2 separate regions of the Mus musculus genome follow, and region 2 is linked to region 1. A link is a contact called in public Hi-C data. All regions are on one chromosome and are shown on one strand. The core of a region is the stretch at or near the end of the contact, and the rest is flanking DNA. Distances in the headings are between cores, read along the strand shown. Region 1 has its middle 46 kb from the start of Fbxo33. Region 2 has its middle 120 kb from the start of Gm22673.

The links. Hi-C and Micro-C count contacts between places; a contact is called where the count stands out from the background.
Region 2: a contact with region 1 is called in a Hi-C map of cortical neurons, with 2.9 times the contacts expected there. The contact joins two enhancer-like sites. A contact is called at or near these places in 5 of 484 Hi-C or Micro-C datasets (cerebral cortex, cortical neurons, embryonic stem cells and 2 more).

The regions. Positions count from the first base shown.
Region 1 is chr12:59,262,428-59,269,461 of GRCm38.p6, reverse strand. No RefSeq gene overlaps it. Among named protein-coding and RNA genes, the nearest start is that of Fbxo33, 46 kb to the right of the region's middle. Within about 2 kb of position 3,626, at least 16 of the 459 cell types and tissues checked have an H3K27ac peak or open chromatin away from gene starts, as enhancers often do. A contact at or near this core is called in cortical neurons, where this site is marked.
Region 2 is chr12:59,794,819-59,801,124 of GRCm38.p6, reverse strand. No RefSeq gene overlaps it. Among named protein-coding and RNA genes, the nearest start is that of Gm22673, 120 kb to the right of the region's middle. Within about 2 kb of position 2,869, at least 5 of the 459 cell types and tissues checked have an H3K27ac peak or open chromatin away from gene starts, as enhancers often do. A contact at or near this core is called in cortical neurons, where this site is marked.

The DNA of each region.
Region 1 (7,034 bases), core at 2,377-4,876:
GATCTTACAGCACAAGCCATTGCTGTTCTATTCAGGAATTTTTCCCCTGTGCCCATATCTTCAAGGCTTTTCCCCACTTTCTCCTCTATAAGTTTCAGTGTCTCTGGTTTTATGTGAAGTTCCTTGATCCACATAGACTTGACCTTAGTACAAAGAGATAAGAATGGATCATTTCGCATTCTTCTACATGATAACCACCAGTTGTGCCAGCACCATTTGTTGAAAATGCTGTCCTTTTTTCCACTGGATGATTTTCACTCCCTTGTCAAAGATCAAGTGACCATAGGTGTGTGGGTTCATTTCTGGGTCTTCAATTCTATTCCATTGATCTACCTGTCTGTCACCGTACCAGTACCATGCAGTTTTTTAACACAATTGCTCTGTAGTACAGCTTTAGGTCAGGCATGGTGATTCCACCAGAGGTTCTTTTATCCTTGAGAAGAGTTTTTGCTATCCTAGGTTTTTTGTTATTCCAGATGAATTTACAAATTGCCCTTTCTAATTCGTTGAAGAATTGAGTTGGAATTTTGATTGCATTGAATCTGTAGATTGCTTTCGGCAAGATTTTTACTATATTGATCCTGCCAATCCATGAGCATGGGAAATCTTTCTTGGTGGGATTGCAAGCTGGTACTACCACTCTGGAAATCAGTCTGGCAGTTCCTCAGAAAATTGGACATTGTAGTACTGGAAGATCCAGCAATTCCTCTCCTGGGCATATACCCAGAAGATGTTCCAACTTGTAATAAGGACACATGCTCCACTATGTTCATAGCAGCCTTATTTATAATAGCCAGAAGCTGGAAAGAACCCAGATGTCCCTCAACTGAGGAATGGATACAGAAAATGTGGTACATTTACACAATGGAGTACTACTCAGCAGTTAAAAACAATGAATTCATAAAATTCTTAGGCAAATAGATGCATCTGGAGGATATCATCCTGAGTGAGGTAACCCAATCACAAAAGAAGTCATGTGATATGTACTCACTGATAAGTGGATTTTAGCCCAGAAACTTAGAAAACCCAAGATACAATTTGCAAAACACAAGAAAATCAAGAAGCAGGAAGACGACCGTGTGGATACTTCTTTCCTCCTAAGACTAGGGAACAAAATACCCATGGAAGGAGTTACAGAGACAAAGTTGGGAGCTGAGACAAAAGGATGGACCATCCAGAGACTGCCATCTCATAATCAGCCACCAAACCGAGACACTATTGCATTATGCCAGCAAGATTTTGCTGAAAGGACCCTGATATAGCTGTCTCTGGTGAGGCTATGCCAGTGCCTGGCAAACACAGAAGTGGATGCTCACAGTCATCTATTGGATGGAACACATGGCCCCCAGTGGAGGAGCTAGAGAAAGTACCCAAGGAGCTGAAGGTGTCTGCAACCCTGTAGGTAGAACAACAATATGAACTAACCAGAGCTTGTGTCTTTAGCTGCATATGTAGCAGAAGATGGCCTAGTCAGCCATCATTGGGAAGAGAGGCCCCTTGGTCTTGCAAACTTTATATGCCCCAGTACAGGGCCAGAAAGGGGGAGTGGGTGGGTTGGGGAGCAGGGCAGGGGGAGGGTATAGGGGACTTTCAGGAAAGCATTTGAAATGTAAATGAAGAAAATATCTAATAAAAATTGAAAAAAAAATTTTTAAACTGAAAACAAAAAATAAATTTTAAAAAATAAAATAAAATAATAAAAACTGAAAACAGGAGTCAGGTGTGGTGGCACACGCCTTTAATGCCAGCACTTGGGAGGCAGAGGCAGGCAGATTTCTGAGTTTGAGGCCAGCCTGGTCTACAGAGTGAGTTCCAGGACAGCCAGGGCTATACAGAAAAACCCTGTCTCAAAAAAAAAAAAAAAAAAACAAAACAAAACAAAACAAACAAAAACAAAAACAAAACAAAAAACAGTCACTAAATGCCAGTAACTTGTGCACACTAAAGTCGTCTGGTAATAAGTATTTGATGATTGCAGTCTCCTTTCTAATACGTCAAAATTAGGCTACATGAGTGAGGCAAATATAGCACAATGCTAATAAGACTATAAAATCTAGGTGACCGACTCCATTTTCTTTCTTTAGATTGAAATTCTTCTGAATAAAGGATTGGGGCAAAGGAAAGATCCCCAGTAGCAGACAGTCACAATTTACAAATTGGCAGAAATCTTAAGATCACATTTAAGTCACACAGTCAAAGGACCATGAAGGAAAAGACAAATAAAGATGGCATCGATGATAGAGGTATACAAATAAGAGGGTTGCAGGTCTGCAAATGAATTTGGACTCATTTTTGAGGTGCACAGAAGATGTAGGGAAGTGTGCAGAACATTAATAAATGCTAACATCATAATTCAAAAACATACTTGCAGCCATTACCTGCAACCAGCACTTCAGTTGTGGATGAAGAGTGGGGAGTCTTTATTAAAGATTAACTGTTGGCATTTCTTCTAGATTCCACCCCACAGTTACCTGGCATCAGCCAAGTGTGCCTCGTAAAGAACATCCCTCTATGGCCTCTGCATCCGCTCCTGCTTTCTGACCTCCTTTGAGTTCCAGTCCTGACTTCCTTGGTGATGAACAGCAGTATGGAAGTGTAAGCTCAATAAACCCTTTCCTCCCCAACTTGCTTCTTGGTCATGATGTTTGTGCAGGAATAGAAACCCTGACTAAGGCAAATTGGATCTACTCACTATAAAGGGGGCTGCTTGCCCCTTCCTCACCCTCTCTTGCTCTTGCTCTTCCTTTCTTACCCTCTTCCCTCTCTGTCCCTTCTTCCCACCCCACCCCTTCATGGCCAGCCTCTCTCCTCTCTCTCTCTCTCCCTCCCTCCCTCCCCCTCTCCCCACCCCCACCCCCACACCCCGCTTGTCTCTACTACCCTCTCAACCTGCTACCCATGCCCTAAATAAACTCTATACTATACCTGGTGTGGCTGGTACCTTAGGGGAAAGGAATGCCTCAGCCTGGGCCCGCAGAGGTACCCCCTACACACACACACACACACACACACACACACACACACACACACACACACACCATACTGCGCCTCCACCAAACATCCCTGGCTTCTTCTTTTTTTCTTTTTTTTTTTTTTTTCTTTTTTATAAAACACAACATTAATTACATGGAAAACAGCCGGTTTGCTTGTGTTTCAAGGTAATAAACTAAGAGAGGAAGGACCATGCTACCTATGGGTCCTTCTGCCACAGAGCACCTTGGCTTTGGGAAGAGAAGCAGAAAAAGACAGAGAGGAAAGGAGAGAGGAGGGGACTGAGAAAAGACCAGGAAGAGAAAGGTGGGGTGAGGGAGGGGGTGGAAAAGAGGAATCTAAGTTCCTTGGTGGAGCAGAGGGATAGAGGAGACATCCAGAGAAAGACTGAAATGGAAGAGTGTAGTAAAACTCCATGGTGACAGGTGACTTAGGACCAGGATAGCAGAGGGGCTGCGGAGTCCATTAGAGGCTGCTTCTCGCTGCTATGAAATCGCTGCCGCTATCCTTTTCCCAAATCTGCACAGAAGGCATTTACACTCATGAATGTTTTATGTGAAAAGGCTTTTAGTGGACATCAAGCAGGGAGCTCAGTATGGTTTCTGGGTCAGAGCAGTGCAGAAATCTTGAGAAGGGCTTCAGAGTCCCCACAGGACTTGGAATAGGGGTGTCCGTGCCAGTCTTATGCGGCTCTCTTGGGGTCCAGGAAGAATGAGAAGCGGGGGAGGAATCAGACATCACCTTATTCGAGGAAAGGCTGATTTGTGCAGAGGAGAATTTCAAAAGCACTTTTTCTTATCCATCTTTAACCCAGAGGACCCTCGTTACCAGGTTTGGAATTTTCAGAAAAGACGGGCTCAGCTTTTTCCACGGGGTCACATTGCCACCTGCTGGTGTTTATAAAACAGTACTGCTGGTTAGAACCTTAAATTCTTCAGAAGACGCGTTTCCTCTAACTCATTCCTCCTTTCTATAGGAATACAGATTTGCCCGTTTGAGCATCATATGGTGATGTCTGATTCCTCCCCCCCGCTTCTCATTCTTCCTGGGACCCCAAGAGAGCCGCATAGAACTGGCATGGACACCCCATTCCAAGGCCTGCGGGGACTCTGAAGCCCTTCTCAAGATTTCTGCACTGCTCTGACCCAGAAACCATGCTAACAGCAATCTTTTTTCTTTAAATATATTTTAATAAAAATATAGTTTCGCCATTTCACCACTTCTCCCCTTCCCTATAGTCCTTCCAACCCCTCCCACACCTCGCTCCCTCTCAAATCGGTGGCTTTTTCCTTTGACCGTTATTGCTACATATATATTATATATTCACTCACAAACATGTAACTACACTCTGCTGAATCATTTTCTCTTGTTTATGTGTCTGTGACTTCAGCACTGAGCACTTTGTATTGAGAAACCAATTAGGTGGTTCTAACCCCTCCTCTCTTGGCAGTCATTAGATGACTACAGGTCTGTGTCTAGGAGTTGGACCCAATGAGACTTCCGCTACTTCCTTGCTGGCACATCTAATGGTATTGTCATTGTTCAGGCCCTGTTTAGGCAGCCATTTCTAGAAGACACAGTCTCACAGGAGAGTCTCTGGACCTTTGGGTCTTAAATTCTTTCTCCCCAAATTTCTCAATGTTCTTTTGACCTTAGATTCAGGATCTGTGGTGTAGATTTGTCAGTTGGAACTCAGCTCCCCAGTCCACTGGTCTCCGAGTTGTGTTCAGTTGTGTTTTTCTGCATTGATCTCCATGTGCTATAAAGAGAAGCATATTTGATGAGAGGCGAGAACTACACTTACCTATGGGCATAAGGATAAGTTTTAAGATCTAGTTGGAAATTAGGCTGGCCTAGTAAAGGGTCAATAGTAAGCTCTCTTCTAAGATCCATGACCTCACTCTCCATCCCGGGGTAGTTAGCTAGGTTTCTAATACAAGGAAATATTTCTCTCCCAGAAAGTACTATGCAAGCTGACAAAGAGGAGAAGAAATTAATAATCCTATCCAGTTCTGATGCCTATGAATTGCAGTGACCAGCAAGGCAGGAAGGCCCTAAAGGTGCAATGCTGACATGCATATGCTAGCCATAACCAACAACTGTGTGTAAGGCCCACTACAGCAATCTTTTTTTTCCTAAAAGTTTTATTTCATTTTGTTTTGTTTTATTTTGTTTTTTGTTTTGTTTTTTGAGACAGGGTCCCTCTATATAGACCTAGGTATCCTTGAACTCACTGTGTAATACAGGCTGGCCTCAAACTCACAGTAATGACTGCCTCTGTCTCCAAGACACATGCACCACCATACCTGGCTACTAACAGCTATATTAATATTAACACCTTGCCTTTCAGTATTCAGGAACCATTTAAACAGAAAAGCTGGGCTGGAGAGATGGCTCAGCGGTTAAGAGCACTGACTGCTCTTCCAAAGGTCCTGAGTTCAAATCCCAGCAACCACATGGTGGCTCACAACCATCTGTAATGAGATCTGACACCCTCTTCTGGAGTGTCTGAAGACAGCCTCAGTGTAGATACATATAATAAATGAATAAATAAATCTTTTTAAAAAAACAGAAAAGCTTCTTTCACAAGTGGGTTCTCATCCCTGGACAAGTGGCTCCACTGGTCACTGTTGGTCTTCCTTCATCCTCTGCTTAAGGACCACTGTAGGCCTTCCTCTATCCTCTGCTTAAGGACCACCGTGGGCCTTCCTCTATCCTCTGCTTAAGGACCACATGAACCTTCCTCCATCCTCTGCTTAAGGACTACATGGACCTTCCTCCATCCTCTGCTTAAGGCTCCTTTCAGTCCATGCAATATACTGTACTTACTTTATTACAATGCATGCCTCCCATAACTAGATCATAAACCCCTTAATATTTTAAGATATTGTACTTTTTCTGCATGTACATTCCCAACATCTCCACAAAACATGCATATGGAAGTTGACTAATAAAAAAAAATGAGTAACATTGAATCAAACAGCTTAAATCAGTTATGCAAACTTTCATATTAATAAAATGAATAAATAACCTTTTTATTTTCTGTTGAAAGTAGTTATAGTTTCGTCACAGTTTTCCCAGCCCCAAATCCTCCCAAATCCTTCTGACCTGCCCACCCACCCCATTTCAAACCTCTTCTCTCTCTCTCTCTCTCTTTCTCTCCCTCCCTCCCTCCCTCCCTCCCTCCCCAGCAAACATGCAAGAAAGCAAAATAAACAACAAAAAACAGGATAATAAAAGTCACCTTGTGTATGCAGTGGCTTTTGCCCAATACTACATTTTACAAAATCTATATATATAAATTCAGAATAAAGAACAAATATGGACTCCTCTTTGCTGCCTTTTTTCTATTAGCATAGAAGACTTTTGCACAAAGAATTTTGAATTCTTAAGTGTAGGTTCAATTCCTATTGTCGTAAAAATAAGAGGGTTTAAGCCTCTATAATTTACTCTATCAAAGTAACTCTTTTATCAGACATATTTCTATATGTATGGTGGGGTCCCAGCTAGGAAAATTGGTAGAGAGATGTGTCATATGCATAATGCTAGTGTTAGTGGCAAAAAGTTTTTTCATAGGAGATCTATGAGTTGATCATAGCGAAAGCTGGGGTATGATGCTCGAATTCATAAGAATGTTGATGATAATAGTAGGGTTTCTGTCATGAAATTAGTTGAATAAAGTTCTGGTAAGTTAATATAATGTAGTGGACCTAGGAAAATAATAGTTGTTAGGGCATTTATGAGAATAATATTAGTATACTCTGCTATAAAAAATAATGCGAATGGGCCGGCTGTGTGTGTGTGCTGGTTCAAGTGTAGTTGTGTGTGCATGCTTATAGAGGCCGGAACACAACCTTGGCTGTCACTCTTTAGACTTGTCTTCTTGGGTCTGAGGTTTGCTGAGTAAGCATGATTGTCTGGCCAGTGAGCCCTAGGAATCTACCTGCCTATCTCTTCCTCTTTGTCCCTGAGATTCTCAGGGACTGCTAGCATGCCAGCTTTTTTTTTTTTTTTCTGCATGGCTTCTGAGGGTAGAAATTTTG
Region 2 (6,306 bases), core at 1,620-4,119, 530 kb before region 1:
ACTACTCATCTATTAAAACAATGAATTTATGAAATTCTTAGGCAAATGAATGGATCTGGGGATATCATCCTGAGTGACATAACCCAGTCACAAAAGAACACACATGATATGCACTCACTGATAAGTGGATATGAGCCCAGAAACTCAGAATACCCAAGATACAATTTGCAAAACACAAGAAACTCAAGATGATCATTTCTTAATGACAGGAAAAAAAAAACATGAATGATGACTGTGATTCTCTACTATGCACCGGATTAAAACTGGAACAATATTGCCCTCAGATTACCATGTCATTAAAGCACAGACCCCAAAGAATTTGTCTTTACAGTTTTGTGAAGAATATTACAATCCCAATAACTAATCTGTTTACCTTACCCTGAAAATATATTCACAATTACAGTCCTTGTGGGTGATAAGACTCTGCAGAGTTAGCTAATCCGTGTGTCTACCAGTGTTAAACTAGATGCAGCATCGCCGAGTCTTTAAGTTTGATTTATATGATTTAGAAAAAAAAAAAACCCACATTCTGTTTCATGTTTAAGCATGGGACTCTATATTTTTATTCTTCCCAGTGAGAAAAATGAAATAAAACATTAGGCACAAGTCTGTGGAGTCAGGGGTTCTACTCCAAAAGCCAACTGGCAACTACAAGTTATGATAAACTAGCTTTCTTATTCTTCTTAGGGATACAATGTAATGTTTGGTCTTCAAGAGCTACTGTGATAAACCGGGAAGAGCTTCCTTTCCCTTAGATGGAATTCCGGTTCCATTTCTAAGCGCCCAGTCACAGCCTGCTGCTGACCAGGCATTTCCTTAGTGGTCCTCTAGGGAAAGCAATGGCCCCATAACCATTTAATTCTCTCCAATCCTCATACTTTCTCAATTGGTGTGTTTATCTCTTTTAGTTACTTTCTGGATAAAATACAAATGATTTAAAACAATTGATTTGTGAACCTGAAATGGACAACGTCATGAGTTACTGGAATCTAAGTATTTAACTAATGCCTTCTAATATATTGTTAACTGGCTATGCAGAAACAACAGGTTAGCTAAGTTCAAATTCTAGAAATTTAAATTTTAAGACTAAATAAACTACAGAGTGTTGATTATGTAGAATACAGACATGTTTTAAGCCAGAAATATATCTAGGCTATCTAATATCTATGATTTTTAATTCCATAACTTGCCTGAGAGATTTTTTTAAATATATATCAACCAAGCCACAAACCCAAATAAAGAAGCCTTTGGTGGAAAATTTTTTAAGTCTATATTTTCCTAAGAATGTTCAATTTATTCTATCTTTTAAAATAACTCCAAGATTAAACAAGAAGCTAATGTTTTCAATGACTTTTAGCACAAAGTATAAAAATAGAAGAGAGGGGCTTTTGGAAGAAAATAAAAGCCCACTTATCTTCCTCTTTGAAAGGGGAGGGGAATCTAAGAGGAAAGACAATGTTAGAGAGACAATGTTGTTATTTGTCTAAGATCCTACAGAGAAACCTCTCACAGATGCTTAAATCTGCACCCGGACCTCATGTTGGTCTCAGTGTCAGTGCACAGAGACAATGATTCCAGAGCACAAACCCCAGAGTTATTTAGAAGTTCAGCATCATCAAGAATAAGCCTGGGTCCAATCTTCACTCCAAGCACCATTCCGACAAGGCAATAGATATAGATAGATACATAGATAGATAGATAGATAGATAGATAGATAGATAGATAGATAGACAGACAAACATGCAAGCCAGGTATGGTGATGCACATCATTAATCACAGCATCGGGGAAGCAGAGACAGGCAAATCTCTGTGAGTTGGAAGCCAGCCTGATTTATAAAACAGAGTACCAGGACAGCTTCTAGGCTCTGCCCCACAGTTACCTGGCAACAGCCAGGTATGCCTGACTCACTATAAAAGGGGCTACTTGCCCCATCCTCACCCTCTTACTCTCTTATTCTCTCTGTTCCTTCTCTCTCCCATTCCCCTCCCACCTCCATGTGTTCCTGGCTGGCCTCTCCTCCCTCTCTGTCTATCTCTCTATCGCTGTCTCTCTGTCTCTATCTCTGTCTCTCTCTCTCTGTCTCTGTCTCTCTCTCTCTCTCCCTCCCTCCCTCCTTTCCCGCCTCTCCCTGCCTTTCTCTATCTCTACTCCAACCTCAACTCCCCTCCCCATGCCCTAAATAGACTCTATTTTATACTATATCTGTCATATGGCTGGTACCTCAGGGGGAAGGGATGCCTCAACATGGGCCAGCAGAGGTACCCCCTTCCACCTCACCATACTGTGCCTCAACCAAACATGTCCTGGTTCTTTCTTTCTTATTTATAAAACACAGCAACAGCCAAGATTGTAGCACAGAAAAACTAGATAGATAGATAGATAGATAGATAGATAGATAGATAGATAGATAGATTGCATAAAACAGGAAGAAAACATTGTTTCAAATGAAAACTAATCTATGTCATCATGATTATAAGAATTTCAGACTAGTCAGAGGGAGGAGCTTAAGACTTCAAATCTGTAGCAGTCAGGGGAAATAACATTCATGACTGTACATTTTAACAGTATATCAGATTGCCATTTCTAATTACTTGAATCGTTGTGAGTACCCACTTTTATTTTTAGTCACTCTTTGTCCTTGATTGGAGAATCCCTCGGATACAGAGGCAAGCAGATGCATTATGAATGGAGGAATTGTTCTTAAGCTCAGATTTATTCTTAGATTTTTCACAGGGAAAACGCATATTTAACGTTTTGTCATACCTTTATAGGTCAATTGCATAATGCTTCATGTACACTTCATCTGAAGATGAACATTTAATGGAATGTGTCAAGAATTCCCTTCTCTAGCTTGGAGTTAGCTTTAAAATGCCATCATAACTACAAGGATGCCACCATGTGGCCGAAGGGTGCTTTCTTGAAAGCTGTATAGCATAACCTAAAGGGTAATAATGTAGAAAATGAACAATTTAAAATCCAGATTTCCTGAGTGAGATTCTGATATTTATCAGACCTTATAGTCTGCTTTTGCCTTACTTATAATTCTCTATTTAATTGACAAGTGCCCAATTCATCTGCAATGTAATTCGTTTCACTTTTACTGCATTCTCAATTCCAGCTGTCACAGAAGCAGAACAATCGCTGCTAGGGCCTTTACTGTGAGAGGAGACTCATTATAATAATAATAATGATTTATGTGTAAGATAAAGGCATCTAAAGAATCCTTATGCCCTTCAAACATATATTCATAGTAAAGCAATTCCTACTCCACTCTTCAACCCTTTGGACAATTGCTTAGCCGTCCTTTTGTCAATACTAATGAACCACTGTGTGTTTTTTCTTTTTATATCGTTATTAGACAATTAAAGGCACGCTGAACGATGCACTTTCTAAAAATGACAGTCCAGAGTAGTATAGATTTTTAGAAAAGCAGCAGAAGTGGGTCACTTTAACAAAGGAAATTCTGCTGCAAGTGGATCTCGAAGAACGTGTACCTGTTATCCTCTGTATCAAAATAACCAATTTCAAGCACTCAATGAATCTTTTTCATTAAAGCAACTTGAAACTGCTATTATTAGAATGTCATTACAGGAAACTCCAAATGCTACTGCCAGTCATCTAAAGTTCAGCAAAATGGAATCAAAGAACAGAGCCAGAGTGCATTCATCTCAAAACTCAGTCTTGAGATTCAAAGGCAAGGTGTTTGCAGTAGCTTGAAGGTAAATGACCTGCAGGCTCTATGGTGGTTTGATAAATATGACCTCCAAGATTTCTGTGTGCTTGGCTCATAGGGAGTAGCACCATTAGGAGGTATGGCCTTCTTGGCATAGCCTGACCTTGTTAAAAGAATTGTGGCAATGTTGGGATGGGCTTTGAGGTCTCCTATGCTCAAGCCCTGCCCAGTGTGGAAGACAGTCCCCTTTTCCTTCCAGCAATCAAGATGTAGAACTCTCAGCTCCTTCTTCACCACCATTTCTACCTGCATGCTGCTGTACTTCCCACCATGATGATAATAGACTAAACCTCTGAAACTGCAAGCCAGCTTCAATGAAATGTTTTCCTTTGTAAGAGTTGCCTTGGTCACAATGTCCCTTCAAAGCAATAAAATTTTAACTAAAGTAGGTTCATATGTCTGAATGCTTGGTACAGAGTTAGAGGAATTCTTTGGAACAGATTACTAAGTGTGGCCTTGTTGGAGGAGGTGGGTGTGCCACTGCGGTTGGCTTTGAAGTTTCAAAATCCCAAACCATTGCTATTAGCTCCTTCTTTGTCCTGTGCTTGTGGATCACATGTGGCTTTCTTTCACCTCCCTGCCTGCTGTGCCTACTGTCATGCTTCCGGCCATGATGGCCATGGACTCTCCCTGTGAAACTGTAAGCATGCTTTCATGCTTTATTCTACGTGTTGCCTTGGTCATGATGTTCTGTCACAGAACAGAACAGTAGCTAAAACAGTTAACTTGCCAGTTACCTCCTGAAAATCGTCAGGAGATAATTTATTGTAAAATTATTATCCTGCCAACAAAATGATTAACAAAAGAACCAAAAATTATTGGCTGAGAATGAGAAAACTAAATATTATTAATGAATACAATAGTACAGAATGAAAACATGGTGCTTCGGTGTTTTTCTAACACATGTTCTGGAAAACTTTTTTCTTCCTCAAATGAAGCATCAAGGAAGTGGTCTGCATTTTTTAAGCACTTGAGAAGCAGAGATTGAGGAAATCTGTGTGAATTTTGAAATCAGCTTGGTCTACATAGTAATTTTCAAACCAGCTATGGCTGGAGAGTAAGGATCTGGAGACAGAGACACAGATACAGAGACACAGAGAAAGACAGAGACTGACGGGGGGACCTACAAAAGGGACGGACATTCAGGAAGTTGGGAGTGATTATTAGTAGGAAAAGAAATACTCAAATTGTCCAAGTTCACGTCTAAATTAAATAAAAAATTAAAGTCTATGCCTCTTCCTATGACATATCCTAATAACCTAGTAACAATGCAGGCTCCCTCTGCTTCGCTTGTTTTGAGCTGTGATTGCAACAGTTCTTACACTCACGCACAATTAACCCCAAAGGTCCCACTTGGATTTCTTCCTCTTTATCAGCAATATCCACTGTGCTCTGGGTTCCTTTCATCTCTTCTGTTATTGCTACTACTTGACAATAAATTTAAGTTATGAAGATATAACAGTTTAAATCCTGTCTTCACTATTTTTAGCTCTGAGTCTTGGTTAACTAACCCCGAGACTCAGTTCCCTCTTCTATAAAATGAAGACACGAGTGTTTACTGCAGGAAGCTGACAGAGAGTCTAACAAACAAATGTGAAAGTATAAATGGAGAAAGCACTGGCTTCCATTGGCTTTGTTTCTTTAGTTGTATTCGCTCATCTGCCACCAGGGCCTTCCTTTGTCTCCCACATTTACAGTCACCTGCATCTTCAGCCTATGGTAACCCTGAACCTTCCTCTTCTACTAAATCCTGTGTGGGTCTCAGTACAAAGCCATTCTAGGTAAATTACCACATTTTCTCATTTTGCTTAAAGCTCTCAGTGATCTCTCCAAGAAGAACTTGTTGGCATTTAGTCTAGGCTCTGCCCACAGTTACCTGGCAACAGAAAAGTGTGCCTGACTCACTATAAAAGGGGCTGCTTGCTCTGCCCTCCACCTTGCTCTGTCCCCTTCCTCCTGCTCCCCCTCTCCTTGTCTCTCTCCACATGCTCATGGCCAGCCTCTACTCCTCTACTGTCTCTCCCTCCCTTCCTCCCTCCCTGCCTCTCTCCCTCTGTCCCTCCCTCTCTCTGCCTTTCTACTCCCTTAGCTCTCCTCCCCGTGCCCTGAATAAACTTTATTCTATACTATACCATCTTGTGGCTGGTCCCTCAGAGGGAAGGGATACCTCAGCATGGGTCCTCAGAGGCACCCCCTTCTCCCACACCTTACTGCATCTCCACCAAACATATTCCTCCCCTCTTTATTTTTATAAAACACAACAGAACTTACTAAGGACCTATTGTCTTACTGGTAACAGTAAAATCCAATATAGCCTTGTATACATTAATTCTAAAATGAAACCAAAAAAGTTAGAAAATTTTAAACAGAGCCTTGAGAAATCTTCTCAAACTATATAGATCATCATCCTTCCTCCTACAACAAAACCCCAGAGATAGCACTTTCAGTCCAATTTACAATTTATATTTCCTTACGTCAAGTTCTTCCTGTTTATAGATTTTTATCTCCTTCTAAAGTCCAAATTCTTTAGTAGCTAAATTATCTGTCTTTGCAACTCTTCTCATAATAAGTA